Linked DNA regions of Mus musculus: regions 1, 3 and 4 are each linked to region 2. The links are chromatin contacts, called in public HiChIP or PLAC-seq maps. All regions are on one chromosome and are shown on one strand. The core of a region is the stretch at or near the end of the contact, and the rest is flanking DNA. Distances in the headings are between cores, read along the strand shown. Region 1 overlaps Gm36031 (a long non-coding RNA gene). Region 2 overlaps Frmd4a (FERM domain containing 4A). Region 3 overlaps LOC108168726. Region 4 overlaps Fam107b (family with sequence similarity 107, member B).

What was found. HiChIP or PLAC-seq counts read pairs in DNA pulled down with a chosen protein or histone mark.
Region 1: a contact with region 2 is called in an H3K27ac HiChIP or PLAC-seq map of oligodendrocyte precursor cells, with 7 times the contacts expected there. The contact joins two enhancer-like sites. A contact is called at or near these places in 1 of 484 Hi-C or Micro-C datasets (forebrain) and 6 of 115 datasets of contacts at active chromatin or transcription factors (astrocytes, bone marrow-derived macrophages, differentiating embryonic stem cells and 3 more).
Region 3: a contact with region 2 is called in an H3K27ac HiChIP or PLAC-seq map of microglia, with 6 times the contacts expected there. The contact joins two enhancer-like sites. A contact is called at or near these places in 2 of 484 Hi-C or Micro-C datasets (the HPC-7 cell line and bone marrow-derived macrophages) and 3 of 115 datasets of contacts at active chromatin or transcription factors (embryonic forebrain, microglia and stem cell-derived neural progenitor cells).
Region 4: a contact with region 2 is called in an H3K27ac HiChIP or PLAC-seq map of microglia, with 12 times the contacts expected there. The contact joins two enhancer-like sites. A contact is called at or near these places in 3 of 115 datasets of contacts at active chromatin or transcription factors (memory CD8 T cells, microglia and pancreatic cancer cells).

Annotation. Positions count from the first base shown.
Region 1 is chr2:3,814,498-3,817,852 of GRCm38.p6, reverse strand. It overlaps Gm36031 (a long non-coding RNA gene), which reads right to left. Exons shown (of 5, transcript XR_373951.3): 4 at 2,225-2,419. Among named protein-coding and RNA genes, the nearest start is that of Gm36031, 8.3 kb to the right of the region's middle. Within about 2 kb of position 1,627, at least 44 of the 459 cell types and tissues checked have an H3K27ac peak or open chromatin away from gene starts, as enhancers often do. A contact at or near this core is called in forebrain and oligodendrocyte precursor cells, where this site is marked.
Region 2 is chr2:4,553,618-4,556,990 of GRCm38.p6, reverse strand. The region is part of intron 11 of Frmd4a (FERM domain containing 4A); the gene reads right to left. Among named protein-coding and RNA genes, the nearest start is that of Gm13179, 39 kb to the left of the region's middle. RefSeq lists an enhancer at 1-847. Within about 2 kb of position 1,635, at least 88 of the 459 cell types and tissues checked have an H3K27ac peak or open chromatin away from gene starts, as enhancers often do. A contact at or near this core is called in the HPC-7 cell line, bone marrow-derived macrophages, forebrain and 3 more, where this site is marked.
Region 3 is chr2:3,667,462-3,670,830 of GRCm38.p6, reverse strand. All of the region lies in intron 3 of LOC108168726, which reads right to left. Among named protein-coding and RNA genes, the nearest start is that of Fam107b, 44 kb to the left of the region's middle. Within about 2 kb of position 2,025, at least 91 of the 459 cell types and tissues checked have an H3K27ac peak or open chromatin away from gene starts, as enhancers often do. A contact at or near this core is called in the HPC-7 cell line, bone marrow-derived macrophages, microglia and 1 more, where this site is marked.
Region 4 is chr2:3,750,957-3,754,579 of GRCm38.p6, reverse strand. All of the region lies in intron 1 of Fam107b (family with sequence similarity 107, member B), which reads right to left. Among named protein-coding and RNA genes, the nearest start is that of Fam107b, 39 kb to the right of the region's middle. Within about 2 kb of position 2,004, at least 105 of the 459 cell types and tissues checked have an H3K27ac peak or open chromatin away from gene starts, as enhancers often do. A contact at or near this core is called in microglia, where this site is marked.

The sequences.
Region 1 (3,355 bases), core at 378-2,877, 740 kb after region 2:
CACAGGCAGATGGCTCTCACTGCCAAAGCGTTTTTCGGGCTCAGATTGCCTTTGCAGAATGCAATGGATGCCAAATTCAAAGCCACTGGATTTGGTAGAAATCATTAAGGACGTATCTGGCTGTGTGTGAGAACAGCCATTTTAGTCAGGAGATTCTCAGGAAATTCCTAGGTTTGGAAACACTAGAACCCAAGGAACACTAGACATGGTAACAGACAACAAAGGGACTGGGGACTGAGACCTAAGAAACACTAGGCATAGCTCTTGCACATAGGCCATGAGCCCTGAACTGGTTTTTCTCAGGCTGAACTTAGCACAATGGAGAAAGGAGCTTCCAAGGCCAAGGACTTATCCTCTAGTCCCCAGAGTTTATGATCCCATTTCTAGACTGTAACGTTGTTTTGACTAAATTTTCTGGACCTCCTTCCAGAGTCACCATGAGCCTTGCACAAGTGCTTGCATGCACAGACACACCACACACACACACACACACACACACACACACACACACCACATAAAGCACACATACACACACATGTACCACACACAAGCAGACACACACCACACACACACATACCACACAAGCACACACACACACCACACACACATACACACACCACACACACATACACACACCACACAAGCATACACACCACACCCCCACACACACACACACCACACAAACACATACCACACACACCACACAAATACCACACACACACACACTACTTCTGGTCACTACAGAGTGTCCAATGCTGCTTCCAGCTCCACCACCAGGCCACAAAGGATGCTGAGGTATGTGTGTCTGTAGAAGAAAACAGAAGCCTCTGGGAGACAGACACAGAGAAAGGACCAGGCTCTGTCTAGACTTCACAATGAAGCTAAAATTTCACACAACATTAAAAAGAAAAACATGAGCATCATGGAGACCTCCAAAGAGACTGTCACCCTCGGTGTCCCCTTCTTCACCGGAGGTGACACTACTAAGACGAAGAAGAGAGCTTTCCTTTCCTATGTGATCTTTCCATTTCCTTCCCAGTATTGGTCGCCATTGTCTTCCCGGTTTTAAAAGCAAGCTCTGGCCTTCTCACGAGACTGTCTCCTTAGTTCTTTGCCTGCCAGACACTGGCCCTTGCTGGAAAACAACAGCCCTCATCTAAGCCCTCATTTCTCTGACTTGCTAGCTGCGTGTGAATAATGTCAGCTTCTTCCTGTCTGCCATGAGCCCTTGCCACCTGATCTGTGAAATCCCTCAGTTCACCTCGGCATCGCAGTGACCCTCGGAGGAGCAGTGGGGACTCTGTCACTCTCTTCTATTCCACAGGAATAAAAATTCAGGACCAACCCAGATTGCCTTCCAGATGGGGACGAGATAAAAGGGTTTGAATGCAGTCACATGGCTAAATTAAGAAGCAGATAGAAATAGAACAAAATGAAGCTGGGGCTGAGAGTTGGGGAGCAAATACTTTGTGGGCGAGCCAGAACTCAGTGATGCAGGCCTCTGCTGCCTGAGATCTAATTTGCAATGCCACAAAGAATTCTCTGGTTCAGATTTCCTTTGCTCCTCACTTTCTGTTCCCAGTCAGAAGCCACTGAAGCTGGCTAAGATCCCAGACAGGGCAGGCCTTTAGATCTTAAGAAGAGAGGGACCTCTAGTGTTGAGTTACTTGTCTACTGCTCGCTGTTGCTGTTCACCCCCATATTTACCTCTTACCTTGTGATTATTAGAGTTTCTTTGAAGGCTAGTATTCATTTAAATGTTAAAATTTAAATTTAAATTTAAATTTAAAATGTTAAAAGTGGGTTTTTCTCCCTTCCTGGAAAACTAAGAAAATTGAGAATGGGTAAATATAAGCCAACATACTAGTTTAAAGAAGACTTGAGCAAAATGTCACGTGATTAAAAAGTATTATTAGACACCTATAAGGTGCTCAGTAGTTAAGAGCACTTGCTGCTCTTCCAGAGGACCTGGGTTCAGTTCTCAGCACTCACATCAGGAGGCTCACAACCATCTGTGACTCCAGCTGCAGGGGATCCAACACCCTCTTCTGGACTCTGCCATCATCAGCGATACACGTGGTACACATACACATGTGCAGGCAAATACTCAAATGTAGGAAATAAAAATAATAGATTTTTTAAGCATCCATTAAACCTTTGACCTTAGCATAGGGACTAAAAGCCATTTCAATAAGTCTGGAACATGAAAATATAATCATAATACCAGTTTTTCAGTAGGTTCCGGAAAGCACCGATCCCGCTCTCTGTCAGGCTGAATGTGGGTTTGTGTAGGCCACAGCTAGGAAACATAAACAAAGGAAGGTGTGGCAGTTCCTCCTTCCTGGCGGTGATTCTCGGTTGTTGATTCATCCGAATACTTCGCAAAGTATCTTCTGTGACCAGATCCAATCAGATGCACCTGGTCCAAGGATTCACAGAAGGGGATGGTATCATTGTGGCTCAGAGGTCACTGTTAGCTTTCTGCCACTAGCATAAATATCTGAGATGATCTACTTACAAAGAGGAAAGAAAAGCTCCATTTACAAAGATATATTTAGGTTTGGGGGTCTGCATTGGTTACTATTGCTCTAGGGTCTGTTGCATCTAGTCCTCTCATGGCGGGGAGCGTGTGGTAGGGCAGAGCTATCCACTTATGGTGCAAAGGCAGAAGAAAGGGGAAGGGGCTGAGGTGCCATCTACTGTCCTCTTTGAAGAGGCCTGAGCACCGCCACTGGAGGCAGCTTCTGGTGCACACCTGCAGTCCCAGCACTCAAAGAGAACAGAGACCTGCTGTGTGTTCAAGACCAGCCTGGGCTACCTAGCAAGTATTAAGTGGCTTGAGCTGCACACCAAGACCTCGCCTTAAAAACAGCAAAATCGCTTCCATTAGGCCCTTCCCCCACCCCTAAAAGGTTCTACTTCCACCCCATAGTGCCACACAGGGAGCAACGCCTTCATCATATGGACCCATTATATTCCAGTATAACTGTAAATTATACTAGCTACCAAGAGTAGCAAGAGATAGTTCAAATCCATGAGACCGCCTATGTTTGGAAAATGAAATAATTAATATTCATTGTCAATTAGATCAAATTTAGAATCACCCAGGAGATACACCTCTAGGTATGACTGTGAAGGTTTCCAGAGAGATTCAACTGGTAAACAAGACTTGGGTTGAATATGGGCATCATTATCAAATGGGTATGCATCCTAGATTGTATAAAAAGGAAGAACAGAAGAAAAAAACTAGTAAACAGACCAACAGATTCATCTCCTCTGCTTCCTGGCCATGGGCACAATATAACCACCTGCCTGAAGCCCTTGCCACTACAGCTAAAGTCATTGTCACCTTCGT
Region 2 (3,373 bases), core at 386-2,885:
AAAGCAACCAAACAGACCAATAAAAACCGACAATATGGAGAGAGGCAAAGGGGAGATGTCCAGTTTCCTGTTTTCCTGTAAATATCGGGGGATGAGCTCTCACTCTGCTGGTACTGCACCATCCCTGGGGGCTGCTCAGGAGGAGCCCCCATGCCCTGGTTTGCAGAGACGACAACCCATCCCTGGCACTATGATTTGGGATGTGTCATAAAGACACACCAGACAGTCGTGGCAATGACTGGGCTAGCTCCCTAAAGACTTCAGCTACTTCTATGCCCAACAATCTAATTATAAACTCAACTATGTGGTCCTATCAATAATCAGAGTTTCTACTGATCAATACCTGTTAAATCAGGGCATTTTGGCTATGCATCTCCACAAATCCCCACAGACACTTTTGTTTCCTTGCTCACTGAGCAGCCCCCTCCCTGCCCTTTGTGAAGAAAAACTGCAAATTTTCTTGAGGGTGAAGGAAAAGAAACAAGGCACACAAGAAGTGAGGGGAAACTGCCTCGGGCCACACAACTGGTTTCCGAAGGAACCAGAAATAGAAGTCCAAGGCACCTGGTCCATTACTCCAGCTGCTAATTATGCTGCGTTCCCGGGACCCCGCCAATTAGCGAGAACAGCTCTCACTCACTGATGCGTGGTTAACTTTACAAGTGGAGTGCTTTCTCACAAAGGAGCAACCAGGCGGCGGCTGTGAGAAAGGGGCTTCCAGCCAGGCTTGTTCTCCCAGACATGATCACTCTGCTTTGCTTTCACACTATAAATATAATAATAATACGAATAATACATGTGTCCTCCTTTCTTGTAGATCTACCTTCATCCAGGCTCTACAGAGCACCTGCCTCAACACTCAGCAGCCTCAGTCAGAGACTAAGAGACGACAATAGTCTTAGTTATGAATGGACGTGGGGATATAACAATAGCCTTAGTTATGACTGGAGCTTGCGTAGGAAATAAAAGCGTTAACCTAGCATGGTGGCTCTTGCTTGTGAGCCCATCACTCAGAAGGCTGAGGCAAGAGGATCAGCCTCAGATACTATCAAGTCCCTGTCTCTGATAATAAGGATTGTGGTAATTGTACGAGTTAAGAGGTTTCTAAAGATGGCTTAGAGGAACCATCAGGAAGGGGTTTTACTAAACCAGTGTTTGCTACCATCATTGGAACCCCAATGGTCCCAGATAAGGGCTCTCAGCCTTTGACCTAGGCTTCCTAGGGTCACAGGTCCTCTACTGTCTCATTCTGGTCCCAAGTGCCCTCATGTATAAAACCAAGAAGGGAAACATTTATCCATGGAGAGCAAACAAAAGTGGCTAATAACTATTGTCTTTGGGCCCTGAATATGACAAGGTGCTCTATAAATCCTTAATGAGCAGGGGCCTCCCAGACCCTGGCTCCAATTAGTCCACTAGATTCACACATCCTGTGCATGGCTGAGGACGAGGCCTCGGCTCCACTGGACTTCCTCTCCAGCCAGCACTTGTGAAGCATTGTGGGCTGGCATGTGGAGTAGGCGGCAGGCTGTCAGGATGGTGTAGAAATAACGACTTGAGAGGAAGCCCAGCCTAATGGCTCTGATTCTCCACCAGGACTTTAGGGAGCCTTGTCTTCCTCCTGTCCCCGAGGCTGAGTCATAGAGCCCCTAAATGACCTCCCTGTGAGTAACTTCCTGCTTCATCCAGAGGGACCATTATACAGAATCCAATCAGCCATCTGGATCGCGTCCTCCTTTCCCAGATGAAGTTGCTCTGGTGGGCAGAGACTCAGAGCCGCCAGAGGTTAAGTATGTGATTGATGTTGGGACCTGGCTTGTGACTTCTTGTCCTGGTCTTTTTCTATTGTGCCACAAAGCCCCAGTGAAGAGCAAGAACAATGATGCTTCAGATCCTAGAGAGACTAGCTTTGGCCATCTGATGGCACATGATGTTGCGTACATTCCAAACACGCCCAAGTTCTCAAAGAGGAGGACACATATAGTAATGGTCCCCAAGCACAGAACAAGACAGAAAGACAAAAACAAAACAACAAAATAAAAAACAAAAACAAACCCCACTTCCTAATTTCACTTCTGCTCTTTCCTGAGACACCATCACACATGACTCCCTGCGTTTATCTTTCTATCAGGACATTAAAAAAATGAGGCATCAAATAGAGGTGCCACAGAAAATTCCCAATGTCGTGCATGCAGGGGACTTGGTCTCGTGCATCCCGGGAATGTATGGGAGAAGACAGAAGCAGGCATCCGAATGAGGAAGAAGAGTTGGGACTTTGTGTCCATTTTAAATATGGACACAAATACTTTTGTAGGCGTCCAATATGGTTTACTCTATTTATAAAGAAAAGAGAGGCAGAGGTATTGTGGTCGACCACAGATCTCCATCTAATCTAAGCTCTTTTATCCACTGGCATTTGTGGATGTCTGCTTGGTACTGGCTATGCTCCTGGGCAAGAGGAAGAACACGACACCCAGCGTGTATTTTTTTTAAGACTTATTTATTTATTATATGTGTGTACACTGTAGCTGTCTTCAGACACTCCAGAAGAGGGCATCAGATTTTTGTTACAGATGGTTGTGAGCCACATGTGGTTGCTGGGATCTGAACTCGGGACCTTTGGAAGAGCAGTTGATGCTCTTAACCACTGAGCCATCTCACCAGCCCCCAGCATGTATTTCTACAGCTATCCCTTCACCCCACAGTGTATGCGTCTGCTCGTCCTTCCGCCCAGGGGTTGAAAATATTTGAAAAAAATTATATGGACTGAACACTGTTTTTTTGTTTTTTGTTTTTGTTATTTTAAATCTTGTCACTATTCCCAAATGGATATCATACCATAACTACTTCCATAGCATTTCTACTGAATTAAGCACTACAAACCTGATAGACATGAGTTAAAGTATTTGGGAACCTGAACATGTTGGCTTCCATCTATAATCCTAGTACTCAAAGGGCTGAGGCAGAAGATTGTTGGCAGTTTGAATCCAGATTAGGATGCACAGTGTAGAGAGTCCCAGGCCAGGCTCAGTTAAACAGTGAAACCCTGCTTCTAGAACTGAAAGAAGTGAAAGTATAGAGACAATCATAATGGGTCATAGGCAAATACTGCATTATTTTATGTAAGGGGTTTACTAACCCAAGGCTCTGGAACTAACTAATCGCCGTGGACAATGAAGGCCAGCTTCCATTGCCAACTCTCAGGTCACTCCATCATCAAAGGAATTCAGGGTAGGAACTCAAAGCAGGAATCTTGCAGCAGGGACTGAAGTAGGAGCCATGGAAGAATGCTGCCTACTAGCTCCCCACTGCCTCCCCACAAACAGGATCACTTTCCCAGGGATAGCACTGCCCATAATGAGCCTGGCTCTTC
Region 3 (3,369 bases), core at 776-3,275, 890 kb after region 2:
TACTGGAAAGGCACCTCCATCCCTCTGAGAGATACAGCTAAAGAGGGAAGAGCTTGTTACTGGGGGATTAATTAGCTGCTTAGATACATTTATTTTTCCTTTTTTCACTAGAGGAAAATTATGTGGGGTGGTTGGGGGGAAGCATAGCTTAAACAGTAACAATTCAAATCCCACCCCAAGCTAGGATTCATTTTCTACTTTTTCCAGGTCGCAGATAAACGACTTCTGTTTTCTGTCACTTATGCTGACATATGTCACACTGATTAGAAACACTTCAGGAGGGTACAAACAGGACATCATGAGGCAGGGGGCTTACTGTTTTTTTATCTTGATTATTAAGAAGATAATAACAAGAGCTGGACTCACTGCATTAGAAATGAAGTCTTCTATCAACAATACAGACATAAAGCTCACACCTCTCTTCGTACTTCAGTTTGTTGGACCACTCTCAAAGAAAGGAGGTTTTATTCTAAATCACCACCATCACTTTTGCTAGGGCAGCGTGATGAAAGAGATACTTAACCCACAAGACTTACAGACAACACAGCACATTGTCTGTTTGAAACTGAGGTCTCTTCAAGGTCACGAATGGATGCGAATGAGAACATGACCCTCCTAGATATAGTTTTTGTTGTAGATATGAAGGAGAGAACAGCCAGAGACATCTGGAAGATCCCAGAGCAAGGAGAGAAAAAAGCAGATTGAACATAGCTAGCAAACCTGAACAGGGCCATGAGAGGAGAGAGAAGTCAGAGAGTGGAAGAGAAAGAAGAGAAAGAGACAAGAAAGAAGACCAAAAGAGAAGGAAGAGAGTCAAGAGAGCTCATGGCCAAAATGGCAGATTTATATATAGAATGGGAAGGCAGAAGGGGGCGGGGGGGAGCCTCTAGGCTGCAGAGCTTCAGGGTAGGAGGCTGGGCAAGAAGTGCTGGGAGGAGCCACAGGTACTGAGTGATCCTAAAAAGGCCAACGATGTGTTTTTGGCATGCTAATAGACACATCAGTTAGCCATTTATTTCTTTGGGACCTGAAAACCAACTGTGATGTTTTCATGCCCCACCCACCCACCAGACAGTACAGAGTCTCCCACTTAGGAGACACTCAGCTACCAATACTTGATAGTTGAAAGAGTAGATGGAGAGTCCACATTTAAGGGTATTAGCAGACTAGGATTCAGGATGCCATCAGTCTCAGTTACAACTAGCTACCAGCTGTCATTCAACAGCAGAAGTTGTTAAGTGCTGGGCAGATACATAGTCATCTCCTGTGAGTCTGGTGCTCTGCTGTGCAGTTGCTGTTTGAAAGTAAAACAAGGAATTTCCTGCCAGCAGGGTAAGGTATGTGTTAGAGTTCTGTGCTGTAATAGAATGCTAATATAGAAGGCTGGGGCTTCAGAAGGGACCGAACCAATGCCTCTGGTCAGGACTGTCTCTGGAACCCAAAGTAGTACAGCCAACACTCTCTAGGAGGACATTTTATCCTGTCCCATATATCTCGTGCATATTTACATTTTTATTAAGGTACTGATATAATTAAGGAATAAAAATATTTTTGGTATCAATAGAAAAATAGAATGAATGAGTGAGATAAGGATCGATCTTTTGGAGAGAACAAAAAAATATACTAAACCTTCTTAATAAATTTAGCCCTTCTTAATAAATTTAGCAAGTTTGGAAAATGTGCAATAAATATTCCAGTGTAGGAAAGCTTGGTTAAAGTTTTCTTGTCACCTCAGTCGTTTCCATTTTGGGTCAAAAGTTAAAGGGAGGAAGGAAGGAAGGAAGGTCTGAGGTAATTACAGTCTAACCAACAGCAAAATGGGCCCCAGATCGCACAAGGAAGCTGGACCCAAAGAGGAAGAAAGCCTTTGGCTTGGAAAAACTGAACCACCAGAATTTAACTGGCTAGTCTTCCCTCAGAGCATGCGCAGTCACTCTGGCCTGTTGCTGAGAGGCAACATGCAGGAGCAGGAACAAAAAGCCAGAGAAGTACTGGGCTAAGAGGCTTTCAGAGGCTGCTGTTGCTAGGGGACCACTTCCTCCTAGTTCCAAGGGCAGCTAACTCAGGCTATTCAGAAGTCCCTAGAACAACCTTTCTTAGGCTTCACCAGAGGCAGGAGGGAGAAAGACCAGCTCTCAAAGCACAGGCGTCATGGTTACCCTAAGCCAAGTTCGGCCTTTTCCAGCAGATGCCAAAGAGCTAGAGGTGCTGGGGTGAAAGGAGAAATAAACAGGTGTCTTGTTTTTGTGAAACCAGGAGACTGGCTTGTTCCCGCCTTGACCGATCTGAGTGTGCTAGGTGCAGTCAGCGACGTTCTCTTCCACTACTTTATTAACAACTCCTTGAAGTGACAATGTTTTTTTTTTCTTTTTTTCATCTTCAGATGCTCACAACTCCAACACAGTTGCACATAAATAGCTGTCCATGTTCCTTGTATTCAATGTCTCCATTCATTAAGACATACCAGGACTTGCTCAGCTCTGAGTTGGGTGCTCAGATGGAGATAAAAATACAAAGATGAGGCCAGGCATGCGGTGGCGCACGCCTTTAATACCAGCACTTGGGAGGCAGAGGCAGTCGGATTTCTGAGTTCGAGAACAGCCTGGTCTACAGAGTGAGTTCCAGGACAGCCAGGGCTATAGAGAAACCCTGTCTTGAAAAACAAACAAACAAACAAACAAACAAAAAACAAAAACAAAACAAAATACAAAGATGAGATCTTTCCTTCACTATGTCTCCAGACCTTTTGTGAAAAGCTATTCTTAGAGCATCAAAGCCATCCATCCTTCAGGAGAGCTGACTGTACAAAATAGGTCCTCGAGGCTGTCTTTTGAGGTTCCTTCATAGAAGGGGAGGATTGGGAAGGTCATTAGAGCCTCACCTAAGATTCCATTCCTTCCTTCCTACACAACCCATCCAGCTGTACATGACAGACTGAGTGTGGGAAACTTCCTTCTATACAACTATGGGGATGTCAGCATACATGCTAAGGTGAGATTTGGGGAGGGGGTGCAGCTGTTTGGGGATTACCTGTTCTCCTATAAGTAACCCCCTACACATGCAAGTAAGCCCAGTAAATTCATTGGACTTTGGGAGGTGAAATCATTACTTTGGTCCATCACTGGTCCTCTGTCTTGATTGAGTAAACATTTGTTTATATATCCCCCAGGAAGAGCTCACACAACAAGATCCTGTATAAGATACACAGTTAGGCCGGGCAGTGGTGGCGCACGCCTTTAATCCCAGCACTTGGGAGGCAGAGGCAGGAAGATTTCTGAGTTCGAGGCCAGCTTGGTCTACAGAGTGAGTTCCAGGACAGCCAGGGTTACACAGATAAACACTGCCTCAAAAAACAAAACAACAACAAAA
Region 4 (3,623 bases), core at 755-3,254, 800 kb after region 2:
CCCAGCATAGCGTCTGTGAGAAGGGAGCAGCAATGACTCTCAGTTGAAAATTAACCCAGCCTCATCCATGTACAGTTATGAATTATGTTCCCCCAAAATTCAAAGGAGCTAAGTCTATAATCCACCCTCAAAGGGAGAGCTTCTTAAGTTGAGTTCTTTGAAAGGTACGTGGATTTAAAGGAAACCACGAGACTTATGACAGGATTAGTGTCCTTATAAGGAACAAAGAGCTGTAGGGATGGCTCAGTGGTCAAGCCACAGCGAGACCCCACACAGCTTGTGTCTGAATCTCAGCCTTCTGGAACTGAAGAGGAGAAAGACATGCTGAACAAGCCACCCAGTCTGTCACAGTTCACGCTGGTGGCTGAACAAACCAACTCATACTAAGTTCACCTGTCTTCGTGGACATAGCAGCCTCCTGGCCAAGGAGCCCCTGGGCCTCAGCTCCAAAGCTGAAAGGGAAAATGAGAAACAATATATGGCTTCTAAGTATTTAGAGCCCACAGCATCTCCATAGCAAAAGCTGTAATCAGTAAGGATGGGAAGGTTTCAATAGAAGCCTCCTGGGCCTCAGCTTCACTGTGTGGAAACACCCGTTTATAGGAAGGAGGTTTGGCAGGTGTCCAGATGTAAGCACATTTGTAGTCAATGTGGGCACAGGAACACCGCAGGGGTGTCAACTCCTTCAACTCTTTCTCAGAATGAACCCCACACATTATTTCACTCCCTCTGCAGGCCTGTCTTCCTAAGACACCAGGCCTTTCCACTTTCCCATTTCCCACAGGCTGCCCTGAGGAGCCACAAGACAAACAAAGACAAGAGCACCTCAGCGCCCAGAAACTACTGCCTTGCTATAAACAGTGGCCTGGGTAACCTGCCCCCTACACACCCAATCCTGAAGCTGATTCAACTTAAGAAGCTGATTCAACTTAAGCCCCGGGCTGGCTATCCAGCCACAGGCTGGCACAGGGAACTCTGCAAATCAGACCGAGGAAAACAGCAACTGCCTTCCTAGCAAACAAGGAACACAGGCAGTGAGGAGCTAGAATAAGCTGGCTACACCTCAGGTGCCATGATGTCTGCAAGGCATAATGACCTTTATCCTTAGGGGAATCGGAAGGATGCTCACTGCCTACAAAACACTCCAGCACTGGGGTTCTGGCTCAGTGGTAGAATCTTGCCTAGAATATGCAAGTATCCAAATTCTATCCCCAAAACTGAATAAAAAAAAAATTTCAAAATTCAGAATGAGAGACAGCTCAGTGAGTACCCATACTTGCATGGAAACCTAACAACCTGAGTTCACATCCCCAGAACCCAAATACTTCCCACAACAAGGCCACATCTATTCTGTGGGGGTTTAAAAGTCCTGTTCCTGCCCCCCTCTGCCCCCAGCCTACAGATGAGGATGTAGAACTCTCAGCTACTTCTGCCTGTGTGCTGGCATGCTCTTTACCATGGTGATAACAGACTAACTTCTGAAGCTGTAGAGCAAGCCCATGATTCGATTCTTCGTTCCTAGGTGTTGCCTCAGTCACGGCCTTTTCAGAGCCACAGAACAGTACCTAAGACAACTCCCCGTGGTGCTCCACCCTCCCACACCGTATGTGAAAACACCAACCTCCCACCACTGAGGCTGTGGCCCACCCTGATTACTGGGTATTAGGGCTCTGGCCCCAGGAACCAACACATCCCCATCTACTTGCTCACTCCAGCAACCCATGGCACAGCTGTCAACCTATGACTGTCGGACAGTACTGCAGCCAAACACCAACTTCAACTACGTGCAACATGTCTTCCTTAAACAAACCTTCTTAACAGCTACAGTGAGCAAGTAAAGAGTGGGAGCTGTACCCCATGCCCTTCCTAATGCAATGAAAATCCATCACCCTCCCAGCAGCCAACCGAGTCCCACACGTTTCCATGTCCTTTGCTGCCACAGGGTTCATTACCCAGTAACTCAGCACCCAGAGACTTGCCCTCAGCTCCGACTTCTCTCACAGTTGGTGTCGCAAGAGGCAGGGCTTACTTTTAAAGGAACCTGTCTTTAAATATACAAACATAGGGACGACTGGTGACTAAGTAAATAAGAAGGACACAGACAAATGACACGTCTGCACAGTCACAACACCAGCTTCACCCTTACTACAGTTGGCTATAAAGGAACTTGTGAATTGCTTCCGGATGAACAATTATAAAATAATTCTCTAACAAAGGGCGCATGTATCATGACTTCCCTTGTGGGGGAAAAAAAAAACTAATGTGAAAAAAAATGATTCTACCTTCTTAAAGAGATCAAATGCTGAAAGTAAAATGTAGAAAAAATATAAGGGAAAAGAATGAGCAATTCTTTTAAAAGTTTTTTTTTTTTTCAAGACAAATAAAGGAACAAAACCTGGAACTAAATTCTGGTTTGCAATCTTATAAGTATCATACTGAATAAGATTCCAAGTATATGAGAAAACCTCATTTTATAGTTAGAAAATACTTAAACACAGAATGCATGTAACCTGTTAGGAAGAAAGTCCATCAGGGCTGGTGCCCCGCTTGCCTAGCTGCATAAGGCCAGGGGTTCTATCCTCAGCACCACAAAGGAAAAAAGAAGAAAAGGGGAGGGGATCATGAACTGAAGGCCAGCCTGAGCCTTATAGCAAGACTCCGTGGGAAGGAAGGAAAGAAGGGAGGGAGGTAGGGAGGGAAGGATCCTAATTTCATCTATGAATGTTCAGTATTGAAGTAATAATCCGTTTCACCCTCTGACTTATCAGTTCAACAGCAGCTCTCATTTCTACCTTCACTTACCACCACAGTCTCCAAAGTCCCCACGTTTCAAAGCCTTCACGGTAGAAGGGATACTAGTTTCTCTTATTTGACCTCACAGAATTAGTCTGCCTTCCCTTACTGTCCACTGTGTGTGTGTGTGCGTGTGTGTGTGTGTGTGCGTGACACACACTCACCTTCTAAGACATCTGCTTTTGGGGACACATAGCTTGATTCTATCATGAAGGATCCGGAACTATTATATTTAGTGTAGAACAAAGAAAATACACTTAAATTTGGAAATTACAGTCTGAGTGGTCACCTCCTCCGTGCGTCATGCTTCATGTGACAATGGGATCAGCTGAATGTGGCTCACAATGACTTGAAAGATCTTAGTGGGAGACAGTGAAGGAAGGAGGACACAGTAAAACAACACCATCGTAACCACCAGCTTCTTTTTTTTTTTGAGACAGGGTTTCTCTATGTAGTCCTGGCTGTCCTGGAAAAGACCAGGCTGGCCTCCAACTCAGAAATTCTTAAATTCTAAAGAACGCTCCCTCTGAGCCTACTCAGTTAGCTGTGGAAAAGAGCTAAGAAAGACATAGTAACCAGCACTTCCCCTGTGCATAATTAAATTCACCCTGAAATACTTGGGTAAAACCTACACTATCCCAGATCAGTGACTTTCAAATGTTTCTGTGTATAAGCCACTATACACAGTGACATGGACAGACCCTACAATTAGATGAAGTTAAGGTTCCAAAGGACCCGTCTCATGATTCTCCTACCTGCTGCGCATTCTGACATGCCCATCGCTTCAGCTTCTAAAAGCTCACTGTGACCTCCCAAACTGACTCCAAGAC